Linked DNA regions of Oryctolagus cuniculus: region 1 is linked to region 2. Evidence: chromatin contacts called from public Hi-C data. All regions are on one chromosome and are shown on one strand. Each heading gives the region's core, a stretch centred on a gene start, on an enhancer-like site or on the middle of the called end of the contact. The rest is flanking DNA. Distances are from core to core; before and after follow the strand shown. Region 1 has its middle 440 kb from the start of NTNG1. Region 2 overlaps VAV3 (vav guanine nucleotide exchange factor 3).

Region 1 (6,554 bases), core at 1,628-4,127, 210 kb after region 2:
AAAGAGGTACATTAAGGTCAGATGGTTTTACCACTTTAAAAATAAAGTTACTGTATCTATGGCCACAAAAGTATAAAGTAGAAACCCCAAATCTCACAAAGCCCAGATCTCAGTCATTGGTATATATTAGATACAGTTTTTTGTGCATGTGTGTATGTCCTATTTGGTAGCCGACTTCATAAACTTAATACATGGTGAACATACTTTGTTGTAAAATTGCATTAGAGAAGAACTTTAAGTATGACATGATCTGTTCAATGCCCAGAAAATAAGAAGAAGGCATTATTAAGGCCAATACAATTATTTTGGGGGTTAAAAATATATGGGTTTTTCCAGGCTGCTATTTGGCCTAGCAGTCAGAATACCAGTTGGTATACCCGCAGCCCTTGTTGCAGTATCTGGGTTGAGTCCTGGCTCTGCTTCTCATTCCCACTTCCTGATAATGTGTACCCTGGGAGGCAGCAGGTTATTGCTCAAGTGTTTGAATTTCTGTCACTCACGTGGGAGACTTGAATTGAGTTCTAGGCCCTTGACTTTGGCCTGGTATAGCCCCTGGTATCATGGGCATTTGAGGAGTGAGCCAACAGATAGGCTCTTGCTCTCTCTCTCTCTTTCTCATCCCTTTTCAAATAAATAATATAAAGGAATAAAACACTTTTTCTAATATATATGTGTATGCATATATATATATGTAAATGTAGAGCCATGTAACAAGCTAGAAATAATTTTGGATTGAGGTTGAGGTTATTCATGCTGAGACTGGGTTTAGAGTCGGAGATTGAGCAAATCTCTAGATCCCAAACATTGTAGCTGTCACTCGCACCCCTTGGCCTCCTAGGTGGAGACCCAAGTCATAAGCCTTCCACTGTGAAAACCTGATTGCTTTCCTCTGCATTTTTAGGAGGACTTACCTGGGTGGAGGGCACCCTGCTGGTGGCGTGCAAGATTCATTTCCCCCTCAGTCCTGGGAGGAGCAGCAATACCTGGGTGAGATAGTCTTTCTACTCTTCTTGATCTGCCCTCTTCAGGACCTTAGGCAAGGGTAAGGTGTAACCAAATAATGCCGTGTTACTGAAGAGATGTGTGGGTAACAAACAAATCAAGTAACTCCTGGGTCTGAGATTTGCACCACTGACTCTAGTGTCCATGCTAAACAAAGGAAAGGACCAAATTAGACTTCTGACACATTTAAGACAAAATGCTTTGAGAAAAATAGTAATTTCTCTTGCCCTGCGGATGAGTATAGGGTGATCAGAAAGAATCAGGTAGGTGACAACCAAGTGGCTGTGGTGGCACATCAGAGGGCTTGTCAGCAGGGTTCCTTCGCCAGCCTCTCTGAAATGGTAGGTCAGCTGCATTTTTACTGAGTTGAAAGACTCATGAAAGACTGGTGCCTTTGGCTCAGGATCACACTTAGAGAATGACTCCCATGAATCAAGCTCTGTGTGTAGATTATTTCCTGCCCAGGTTGCAATGCTGACTAAGTGGGTGTGATGAACTAATAATGCAACACTAGGACATAACAAAGAGCAGAATGCCTTGCTATGATTCCATTCTAATTAACATCTGCTCTCTCTTGAGCTCCCTGAAAAACTCTGATGTTTGTATTGGTAAACATGGCCAAAATGAGCTTGATGTAAAAACCCATTCAATTGGAAAACATTTCACTTGTAATGACAAAGAATATTCCTTCCTTTTCTAATTTGACAGATGTTTAGTTTTGTCTTCTATGGTGGCTTGAGCAGGTGTTTCTTCCTCTCTGACATCTGCCAGGTCTCACTGGCTAAGAGTTTCCTGACCTTTTCACACCCTTTACTCTTTACAATCATGATGTTCTAGGGCCTGAGACTTGTTTTGTGTTTTAGGGATCACTGGTAAGTTAAACTGTCATTCTTTTGATCTCAGATATAAATCTGTGGCTTCGGGAATCTGAGTTCTAAAGTCAAATGAAATAAATTCGGATATACTACAAGAACTTGGTATTCTTTTAGGGGGAAGGATTCAAGACCTTTGTTATTTCTCAACCTTGATAATTCCAAATGCAGTCTGTCCTCCCCTCCTTCGTAGCTCTGTGAGGCATTCCAGCATGTAGCTCCAGGGAATAAAGCCAAAACAGCATTAGCAACAAAAACACCTTAAGAAACCAATACATAGAGTTCAGTAAAGATGGCAAGTGAGGGCCAAAGAGATCTGGGGGAATGTATCACTGAAAATGAGAGAGTGCAAAAGAGGGGGGAATGAAATGGTGTGAAATATGAAATGCTTCCTTGTTTGCTGGATAATCACCATCGTAGAGGGGAATGCAGACTTGAGATGGAAAGAGCTAAGTTATTACCCTTACCTTTTAGTGCATAAGCAAAAACAGTGCCTGTTCTGGCTATAGAAACAGTTGGTGTGGAGCCAAGGGCATAGTTTGCTAAGAGCCAGGGCTGGGTTCGTGCCCAATGTAAATAATCAGGCACAGAAAGATGGGGCTAGAAGTTGGTCAGACAAGTAGGAACAGGAGACTGAGGCAGACAGAGGAGGGTGGAGAGAGAATTAACTATTGAATGCTCATCATGGGCCTGCTTGGAGTGCAGATGTGTAGTGTTTGTGTGTGTGTACGTGTGTGTGTGCATGTGTGTGTGACATTGTTAGAGAGCCACTGTAGAGAATGAAACAAGAAAAGGCACTATCACAAGTAGGTTGCCAGATAAAATACAGAACACACAGGTAAATAAGAATTTCAGGTAAACAATGGATATCTGAGACACACGCTAAAAAAATTGCTTGCTTATCTACAATTTAATTGAGTGTCCTGCATTTTCATTTGATGAATTTGGCAACCTTTAAATTCAGAGTCAAAAGAGAAGGCAGGAAGGCAGGTGCCTAGCTAACAGTAGGTGCCTTCCTGGCCCTGCTCAGGAGAGACACTTACTCTGAATGCCTGCATAGCCCATTGAGTTGAGGGTGGAAATCAGGATGCCCACCCTCAAGAGGATGCAGAGTGGGATGGGAAGGGCAGCTGTCAGCAGCGTATCTGTGCCCAGTCAGGCTTTGTTTCAGGTTTTTTTTTTTTTTCCAAAAAGCAAGAAAGGGGTAGACAGTCCATGGAATCAAGAGGGTGACTTCAGGCAAAGACCTTAAGTATGAACTGTCCTTAACCAGGTGGCAAGTGTGACCTAATTGGGGCGGGGGGTGGAACCAATGAGCTTCTAGTTTGAGACAGACATCGTTTTCTATTTTCTATTCTATTTATTTATTTATTCTATTTATTTTCTTAACCACCATGAGGTAGGGAGGTGACAGGGCCTATTAATTCTCCAGCACCCACTCATTATTAGATTGCTCTCCCCATACTCATACCCAAAGCCTGGAGAGGCAGCTCTTGTTCCATGCAAATCTTATTATCTACACTGGGCCAATTGGAAACTCCCCTGAAGTTTTGTAGTGGGCGGCAGAGCCTGAGCCCCTAATTGTGAGAAGAACAGAGAGAAAGACATACAGACCCAGCAGACAGGCCTGTCGGTGTAGGTGGCCCTGCGGACTGGATGCTTGCTGGAAATCATGCAGAGGAAACCAGGGCACAGAGAGAGCAATAGAATGAGGAGGTCAGGCAGAGAGGGAGAGAGACCAAGATAAACCGTCAGCAGCTCTCCCACTCTTATTGGAGGTATCTATCCTTACAACTGGCCTGTGTGAGCCATTCCTTCATAATTCATCCCAGTTTAGCTTTTTATTCTGAGTGGCTTCTTGTTTCTCACAAGTAGAACACTGTGAACTAGTGGTTATCATTAACTCTCCTTTGTACCATATCACATGGCAAGTAAAAGATAGAACCTGAAACTGCCCCCATTCTGGCCGCCTTGTCTGCCCTTCCCCTGCCTGGCTCTGTGGTGCCTGCCCTTTCTGAGGTGTCCTGCTGAGTCTCCTCCTTTCGCAGCAGATGATGGCTGTCAGGTGTTTCATCACACTCTGTTGGGTAGCTTGGAGAAGCAGCAAAGCTTCACCCAGAGACAGGGACATGGGCGGTGAAGGAAAGTGGTGTTGAGGTCAAATAAATGAAAGAAAAAGGCTGAGCTGGACTCGTCCAGCATCCAGCAGGTTAGACTCTCCCAGTCCTATGGCCAAAAGAAGGGACTGAGCTGTGGGAGAAAGCAGGGCTGCCCAGGGTCTGGTCCTCAGAAGGTTGAAGGGAGGCAGCAGTAGGGTCGGTGTAGGAGGGGGAAAACAGGATAGTGCCCACATGGTGGTGGAGTTGGCTGACCTATGATTTCCTACGGAAGCAGCGGAGTATCTACCGTGCAACCAACACTGTGCCTGGTTTTGGGATATGGTGATGACACCAGGCTGAAATGCTTCCTGCCCTTAGAAACTGCTATTCTTGTGGGGAGGGATGTGAAAAGCAAGCAATTATAACTAAGTAATTAATTAATGCAGATTAGCAGCAGCATATGATGAAGAAGCACAATATATGAGTGAGGTAATTACTACAGTAGCTTGCATGGCCCTGTGCAACATGGAGCCCTGGCCCTCCCAAGGCAGCTCCTGCAGATCCTTCAGATCAGGGGTCAGAATTTATCTCAAGAGTCCAGGGACATCCACAAGCAGGGTAAAGAGGCTAGCCCACTGAAAGGGAAGGGGGAAGGGATAGGAGATGGAAGCTAATTGTTCAATAGGTCTTTCAGTCTCCAACTCACCCACGTTGCGTGAGTGTTTGAGATCTTACTCAAGCCACTAGAATCAGTTATTCAAAACCGCTTCACCTAATAGCTAACTGCTGGAAGAGCAGCTCACTAACGATGGGGGAATACATTCCTTAGACACAGAAGAGCTTGTCACAGTCATTTTGCAGGCAAGAGCAAGCAAGGTCAGGGTGATAGGAGCACGAGGCAGGAACAAGGTGAAGAAGCAGAGGAGCCGGTAGAAGCAAAGCATAAGATCCCGAACCAGAGAGCCTGGCGCACTGCATTAGCGGGAAATTCACCTCATTTGCATACAGAACTTCCAGGCTTCGAGACATTCCAGGTTTAAACTGTAAAACCTAGAGGAAATTGGCGTTCGTCTTAGAGGAATTACCATAGCTAAATGAGCTAACTTAAAAGCCTTCAAGAAGCCATGGCCAGACTGAAGTTGGGAGGACTCCTGTTTTGTGACTGGTTTTCTTGGCAAACAGAGGAGTTCGGTTTTTGGTAAGTTGGTTAATGAGAGATTTGGCTTTCAAAATCATGATTTATGGGATTATCCATCTGATTTGGTTCACTTATCTGTCAGGAGTCTTTTAGATGCAAGTGAGAGAAACTCAAAATAGATTTGGCAAAAACAGTAATTTACAGTGCAGATACAGGAATATCATACATAACTGAAAAAGGGATCTCGAAGCCAACGAGGAAGGGCAGGGGTGCAGTGGGTTCTCCAGAACTGCTGGCCCATGGAGGCGCTGACCCACTGCTGGGGTCTGCACTCCCTTGCTTGTGACACTTGGACTCCTCCCGGGAGTCACTCACTGATTGGCTCTAGGTGCTACATTCCATAACTGCCACACCTGGAGCACACTGTCAGGCCAGTGCTTGTTGGAAAGTGACAGACAGCTTCCCTCATTGGCCAGCCTGAATAAGGTGCCCACGAGCAGCTCCAAGCAGAATTCCAGAAAAAAATACAAATAAAATAAAAAGATGATGTGGGCAGACAAAGAGAATATCCCTTCCAGGTTTCTCGAGAAGCTGGAAACGGTACATTGCCTCCTGCACCCAGCACACTGCTCTTGCTGAAGTCAAAACACAAAAGCGGCCAAGTTTCCCAAATGAACAGACCGTCAAGTCTCTTGTCTCCACCTGCCAGCTTAAATGGTGATCCCATTTCTCCCTTACCTCAGAGGACAACAGAATGTCGCCAACACTCACCTGGGCAGACGGCAGATGGATATTACTAGTGGGAACAGAAAACCCACTGACCAGATTGGGCCCCACTTTGAACATGGCAATGGCTGTTTAAAAAATTCCACAGTGGCTTCTTGTGACTGGGAAGAAGGAGGGTAAGGGCTGAGGACCCAGCTGAGGGGCCCTGTGGAGATCTCCAGAACCCAGCAGGAACCAAAGCTGCCTATCAGCCGCGAGTCTGGCCCTGAGAGTGGGCAGGTGTGCTGTCTGCATAACGCCCTTGATCTCTAAAAGAAACACTGAAGGACCAATCAGGCAGCAGCCTCCTGCCAACGACTCCATTAACCCGCACTGGCGCTGCTTCAGAAGTGGCAGCCCCTGGCTCCCTCGCTCTCTTGTTCACAGAAGACATATGGGCCAGGCAGGGATCAGCAAGGGAACATCTGGCGTAGGAACACATCAAACAGCCCCAGTGACTAATCTAGGAGCGCCGTCTCTCCATTGTTCTTTCTGCAGCCCCACGCAAAGGTCACCTGATGTGGCAGGCACAGAGACTCCGCTGCTCCCCCTCCAGCAGTCTCAAGGATCCAAGTTGTTTTCCTTAAAAATGAATCGATAACTTCTCCTTTGAGGGGAGACATGGCAGCTCCCTATCATCGAATCCTGAATTCTCCCCTGCATGGTTAACCTCTCCTT
Region 2 (7,110 bases), core at 1,675-4,174:
CAGTATTTATTTTGAGACTAAGTAATTAACGTCAGAAGATTGAGACAACCTTAAAAACAATTCCTCAGGGAGAAAAGATGGGAGGAAAACAAGAGAATAGACCAACTGGGTTTCTAAAATGTTCTGGTAGAGCTATCTTAGATATCTCCATTTCTATTCTGATATTTGTTGATTTTTCTAAGTTCTTAAGAAGAAAATAATATATATATATATATACTCACATATATACACATACATACATGTATGACTCTCTATATAGTCAGCTAAGGTTAAAATAAATACAATGACCATAAAAAAACGAAGTTTTTTTTTTTTGGTAAACATTTAAAAATAACTCACAGAAAATGTCTTAAGAAAGAAGACTAAGTGAGGGCATCTAGTGATATTTTTCTAGAGGGAAATTTATGGATGAACCTGAATTAGTGACATTGGCCTACAGTCTTTTAATTGTATGTGATTGTCAGACTGATGCTTTTGTGGCTTATTTGGCCATTTTTTAGAATCTTTGGAAAACAGGTCAGCCAGCAGGGGGCAGCATCAGCTCTTGCTTCTACATCATTACCTTGTCTCCACAGTAGCTCCCAGGAGTTGCATATCCTTAAACTTCAGACTTTGCCAAAGAGATGCAAGTATTAGAGCTCTGTGAACTTATCATCATTGTGTAAAGAGAAGTATTTGTATTAATCATTGAGAGTTTATGAAAATACACAAGTTTGGAGGTTGAATGATAGCATTATAAGGTTTGTTTTTTTGCCCGACTTAACATTGTTTTTATAGAAAAAAGTAGTAACATGCAGATTTTGCCATCACTTCTGTTTAACAGTTTGTCCATTCACCACTCAGTTCGTGTTGTCGGTGGTCCCTGAACTCACGGGGAGCAGCTTAGAGGGTGAGGGCACAGGTTGGAAGCTTAGAGCTGCCCGGAAATCCTGCTCTGCTCCTCAGCAGCAGTGTGGCCTGGAGCAGATGATCTCCACTGGCAGTCTCCTTCCCAGTGCAAGGAGGATGAGGAGAACACCTGCCCAGCAGGTGGGCCTGGGGACTTGAAATGAGTGAGACACCTTTGTGAGAGGGACAGACAACACTTCCAAGGCATTCTGGCGGGCTCCTAGTGACTTCAGGAGAAGGTTGTCTCTCTAGTCATTAATAGTATTCTTTAGAGGTTTTAACATTTTCACTAAATAATAAGTGCTTAGGAATAAACTTTATGGCTTATCTCAGTTGGTCTTTTCAATAATCCTGCAGTGTGCACGTTGCTTGTATTAGATTTTGCCCATTTTTTAAAAAGATTTTTATTTATTTATTTGAGAGGTAGAGTTACAGACAGTGAGAGGGAGATACAGAGAGAAAGGTCTTCCTTCCGTTGGTTCACTCCCCAGATGGCTGCAACAGCTAGAACTGCGCCAATCTGAAGCGAGGAACCAGGTGCTTCTTCCTGGTCTCCCATGCAGGTGCAGGGGCCCAGGGACTTTGGCCATCTTCTACTGCTTCCCCAGGCCACAGCAGAGAGCTGGATCAGAAGTGGAGCAGCCAAGACTAGAACTGGCACCAATATGGGATGCTGGTGCCGCAGGTGGAGGATTAACCCACTGCGCCACAGTGCCGGCCCCAATTTTGCCCATTTTTACAATGAGGGACCGAAGAGCAGTTATGTTCCCATGGAAGAGGGTGGTGCCAGGATACAGGCAGCTCTGATGGTGTCAGAGCTTGCATTCCTTCCAACGTGCTACACTGCCTCTTGCCTTCTTATCTTTAATGCAAAGGAAAAAAGTTTGGTTGGTTTTCCTAAATCCCTTTTTTTTCCTCTCTCTTTCCCTCTCCCTCCTTCCCCTGTCCCCCACCTGCTTCCCCCTGCCCCTCCTCCTCCTCCTCTCTCCTTCCCTCCCTCCCTCCCTCCCTTCTCTCCTCTCTTTCACAGGCATATCTTCTTGTTTGATTTGGCAGTGATTGTATGTAAAAGGAAAGGTGATAACTATGAAATGAAGGAAATAATAGATCTTCAGCAGTACAAGATAGCCAACAATCCTACAACTGATAAAGAAAATAAAAAGGTGACTCTGGGGAAACTAATAACTAATTTACTCATAACTTTGAATATCCAGGAAAGTGTGTTAATACATTAATGCAAGATATGACTTATTGTTCTAAGTGTTTTGTTTCTAGAGATTGAATAGTTACATACCTGTGAGAGTAGGAACTGGGCAATGCCAAGTTTAATTATCTCTAAATATTCTAATGATCAAGGCAGCAAGATGCATTTGGCATAGATGTTGTTAGAGAGATGAAGTTGCCTATATCTTATTAACACACTTAACTGTTTACAGTTTCTGTTTTGATAATGCTTTGAGATTTTGGATGCTCAAGGTGGTGTTTTAGTGAATTTGGAAACATGCTATTAAGAAGTGCTTTGTATTAACCCAAGGAATATTAATTTTAACAGTGGTCTTATGGCTTCTACCTCATTCATACCCAAGGACAAAATGGGTTGGAATTTTATTGCAAAACAAAAGATTTAAAGAAAAAATGGCTGGAACAGTTTGAAATGGCTTTGTGAGTATTTCTACTTTTAAAAGTGTCTTTTCCTATTAAGTCAATCATGAGGAGTGAATAACAATCAATGTAGCCTAATGTTTCTAGCATGTATGAGGGGTGGGGCACTTTTTTCTGCCAGTGGCCTTTGAGTATTTATAACATCACTCATGGGCCATTCAAAATTATCAGCTTAAAAATTAGCCTGCTATTAGAGAGTTATGGGATTTCCAGTCCTGTCTGCATTTGCCCTGGCAGGGCCAGACCAGAAGATTTTGTGGGCCTTACACGGCCTGCAGGCCAGACGTTCCCCACCCCTGCTGAATACAGATGATGGTGGAACACGTGACACTGTCGCGTGCTGCCAAGCTGCCTGCTGGATAACCTCTGTCTCCTAGAAGAGTTTTGGTGAATTTCTTCAAAAGGAAGCAAGAGGGAGCTCCAACCTTCTGTTTGATTTTCTTCTCATAGGACCACGAAAAGGACCAGCTTTTAGCAGTTTAAGAAAATATTAATAATTATTATAATGTGAAAGTTTTAATGGAATTGCTTTGTTTTAGTATACCAACCTCTAAATTCAATACAGATATCTCCACATACACACACTAAATATACATATGTGCACACATCTTATTTTTAATACATCAATTCCTCCCCTCTGTTTTAAAATCATTTACTATTTGAATCTTTGCTAAATTGTTTAATGTATTCAGTGAATGCTTTAAGGACTTGATTTCTTTTAGTGTTCTTGTACCGAAGAGGAAGTTCAACAAAGAGTAGAAAATTAATCAGACTTGATTCAAAAAGGGTGGCATACAGAGAAGTAATTACCAAGGAACATATTGTTCTGGGTGTTTCTTTTCATTTTTGGTATTTATGGATCAAAAAGTGTGCAGTGACTCTTGTGGAAATATACAGGTAACCATGAAGTGAAACTGTTAACAAAAAGTGAGATTGAAAAGAAAAACACTTCCGTGATTTTATTTGTGTTCCAGCATTGTTTACCATTTTCTGAAATATCCTGTAATTTTGTTTTGTTTTGTTTTAGGAAGTACTTATGTAATAAAAAAATTGAGGTAGGATTACAGTGATTTATTGTAGTTCTGAGGGGAGGAAGATAAACATTCTGATATGATTGTTTTATTTAATATCTTGAAAGGCAGGATTGTATAGCCAAAATATTTTTAGGCTTATAGACAATTCTTGGTTCTGCTGTAATTACTGCTATGATCTGACTACATGGCCTTAGCTGTTTAACCTATGCAGGGGTGGGGAACCTTTTTTCTGCCAAGGGCCATTTGGATATTTGTAACATCATTCGTGGGCCATATAAAATGTTCAGCTTAAAAATTAGCCTGCTGCAGGTTTATTAAATCTTGAGTCCTGCCTGTGTTTGCCTCAGAAGGGCCAGGCCAAATGGTTTTGCAGGCCTTACACAGTCTACAGGCCAGATGTCCCTCACCCCTGCCGGAGCTTCAGTTTCCTCATCTGCAAATTAAGGGCAATAATTATTCAAAATTCCAGGAAGTATTTGGCATCATATTGTACTATGTACAGCCAAATGGTACAATAACAATAATATGGTATTGAACCATAAAGCGATACCTACTGTTATTGCTATCATTACTACGGGTATGTGTTTAGGACTCTAATCCATTTATGGATACTTATAAAACCAGAGAACATCGTATTCCATGGTGGTCTTTGTGATTTATTGGTGTTGATTACAATAATTAAGTATTAGAGGTTAGTAGTTTCATACATTAGTGCCTTTGACTATACTGTGGGGATCCATGTGGTTTGGGGCACAAGTGAAAAGGTGCTCTGTCCAGTTTCTGACCAACAGTCAGCTATATCATAAAGCTAGTATTCTTTTTTTAGTGAGGCACCTGGGGTTGAGCAGCTGCAATTGGAGTGGTAGCATGCTGAGGTTAGTAGTAATGTGCAAAGGCACAGCTGATCACAAGCCTTGGCTCCTGTGGGGAGGATTGGTAGTCTAATATTTTCTGATGGGTGGAGGAATTTCTGCAGAGGAGGAAAGCTGAATTTCTCAGCCCAGAGCAGTCATCCTCCTTTCACTGTATAATAGACATATCGGTTACTGTTTTCTTCAGTTTTTGGAAATCAAATAGCCAATCCCTGGGTATAAGAGACTTGATGAGATAGATGCTTAAATGTAGTTCTTTTGCATAAAAGCATCTGGAGTTGGTAGATGGGGCGTGGTAGGGTGGCTTCCAGAGCACGAGGAACTCAGGCTTATGTCTTTTTATTCTGCCATTGTCAGCATTTAGCTTCTACCCCAAGTCTGGTTACCTTGTGGTCTAAGATAGTTATCAGAACTCCAGGTATAAAATCTCCATTTCAGGTAGCAGACGGTAATCCCTCACTTTTTAGGATCCTTTGCAGAAATGCTTCAAGCTTCTGTTGTATAGTACTTTCTAGAACTTAGGCATGTAGCCACACCTGACAGAGGAGGCTGGGAAATATAATCTAGATGTCGAATCAGTACCTGGTTAAGAACTGAGGTTCTCTAGCTGAGAGAAGGAAGGAATGGGTTGTTACAGGCAGATAAGAGTCACTGCCTTCCAGGTGTGTGCATTCAAGAACGCAGATGGATTGCAGTTGCTTTACCACAGTGAGGATGACTGCAGCACAGTGGGAACCCAGGATTGCTAATCTGTGATTATTTCCCAAGCGTCTCAACAACATGGGTAAAACATCAGAAGTGGCTTTGTATTTAAGGGTTCCAGTGACTGTCCGTGCAGCTCACGAGAGGACGGAAACCTTTTTGGAGAATTGCTCAGACTTGAAGTTGAGCTCTTCTATAAGCAGGGATTATGCCATGGATGATAAAATAAAAATCAAGATTTTAATCAGGCATCAGACTATCCCATTATTTCCTCTTCTCTTTTTGAAGCTCATTATGTAGAAAAGCCCTGATATTCTTTCTCAGCTTTGTAAGATAGCTCTTGCCTGTCTTGTGCTCAGAAAAATAGAATAACCTAGGTAAATCCTAAAGCTTAAGATTTTGCCTATGATTCTTTTTTTTTTCTGTTTTAGCCATTATCTAAAGTTCTAGTACTTACTATATAAGTCATGGAGAATAAAAGAAAGCTAATAAAACCTGCAGCATTCATGAAAATATGTGAAAAACTGCAAGCCCTGTGTAGCGCCATAGGACAGCCCCTCCCTGTGTCTTTAGCATTTACAGCAGTCGCTTAGTTCTCAGGGACTCTGGACTTCAGCTTTAAGAAACTCTGAGATGGAAATGGAGGCATTGGCAGAGAAGATGCTGGGAAGTCAAGGGAGTTGATATTTTTGAGAATGATGAAATGTTTGCCAGAACTATTTACAGAAGATGGCAATTCTGTTTATAGGATGATTGGATCATCTTTATTTAAAATAATTGTGAATCACCTGTAAGGCACATAAAATACCACTCTTACTTTAGAACTTCAAAACAAAGACCAAAGAAAAGCATGAGCACCAATAAACAGTAAGTATCTGGTGAACACAAATCATCTCCCCAGAGGTGACCTACATCTCAGCCTCACTGTCTTCTCCCAGTGCATCCCATCCTTGCTCAGCAGTCTTGTTCTCTGACCTTCTTTGGCCATTGCCACGTCCAGCATTTAAAATATGCAGTGAACCCCGTCTGAACTTGGCAAACCTCTCCAGGAAGGGCTCTACAAAGAAAAGCAGCAGTGACCCACTTGGAGAGGGTAGGAAGAAGGATTTTTTTTTTCTCCTTTTTTTCCCATGAGAAGTGGCAGGAGGACTGGGTTATTCTTGAGGTCCTTGTAGTGATTGTTGAGCCAAATAATGTTCCAGGGCTGTAATTCTGGGGACCCTAATCTGAAGAATGTATTTAAATCTTTAAGAGGATGATTGATATGTGTTGCTGAGTTTTATTTATTCCCAAAGGGCTTTTGGTCACTGTCTCTCACAATTGCATTTACTCATCTGTGAAATAGGATGGCAAATATTTTATTGGGGTAAACTGGTTTTCAGAATAATGTTGTAAAATGTGGATACAGGTCCTGTAGCAGTGTTAAAATTTTGATGGGAAACCATGGATATGTTTTCCCCATATCCCTTCTAACCAGTGTGTTTTATGAATTCTGTTAGATTTAACTTGATAAACCTGTTTGTACCCTTTTATAACTCAGGAAACTGGCAGTCACAGGAGCATTTCAGCTCGGTTGTATAAAGTTGTATCATTTCCAACAACATTGAGGATCTCAGTTCATGGGGATTTTCTTTGTCTATGAGGATGCAGATCTTGCTGTCTACAGCCAGAATGAGGGTTTTTGTGTTTGCTTTACTACTGTGAATAGCATCTCAGAAATGAGTCAAAACTAGGTAAAATATGAGATGAAGAAATGAAACAATAGATTAGGACAGCTTCTTAGAAGGAGGGTTAGAGAAAGGTTAACGAGGAGAGGAAGATAAAGCATTGCCTAGGGTAGATAGTGGTAGTTTCAGAAGCAGCCTCTCAGAGTTCATTGAAGAGGAATGAAAAGTTCTCTTATGTGGAGTTTCTGCTGACTGGCCTGACTCAGTTCTTGAGATTCTAAGCAT

What was found. Hi-C and Micro-C count contacts between places; a contact is called where the count stands out from the background.
Region 1: a contact with region 2 is called in a Hi-C map of embryonic fibroblasts, with 4 times the contacts expected there. The contact joins two enhancer-like sites. A contact is called at or near these places in 2 of 6 Hi-C or Micro-C datasets (ear pinna and embryonic fibroblasts).

The regions. Positions count from the first base shown.
Region 1 is chr7:62,806,489-62,813,042 of mOryCun1.1, forward strand. No RefSeq gene overlaps it. Among named protein-coding and RNA genes, the nearest start is that of NTNG1, 440 kb to the right of the region's middle. Within about 2 kb of position 2,878, at least 1 of the 8 cell types and tissues checked has an H3K27ac peak or open chromatin away from gene starts, as enhancers often do.
Region 2 is chr7:62,591,642-62,598,751 of mOryCun1.1, forward strand. It overlaps VAV3 (vav guanine nucleotide exchange factor 3), which reads left to right. Exons shown (of 27, transcript XM_002715817.5): 14 at 1,919-2,051; 15 at 2,441-2,550. Among named protein-coding and RNA genes, the nearest start is that of VAV3, 230 kb to the left of the region's middle. Within about 2 kb of position 2,925, at least 1 of the 8 cell types and tissues checked has an H3K27ac peak or open chromatin away from gene starts, as enhancers often do.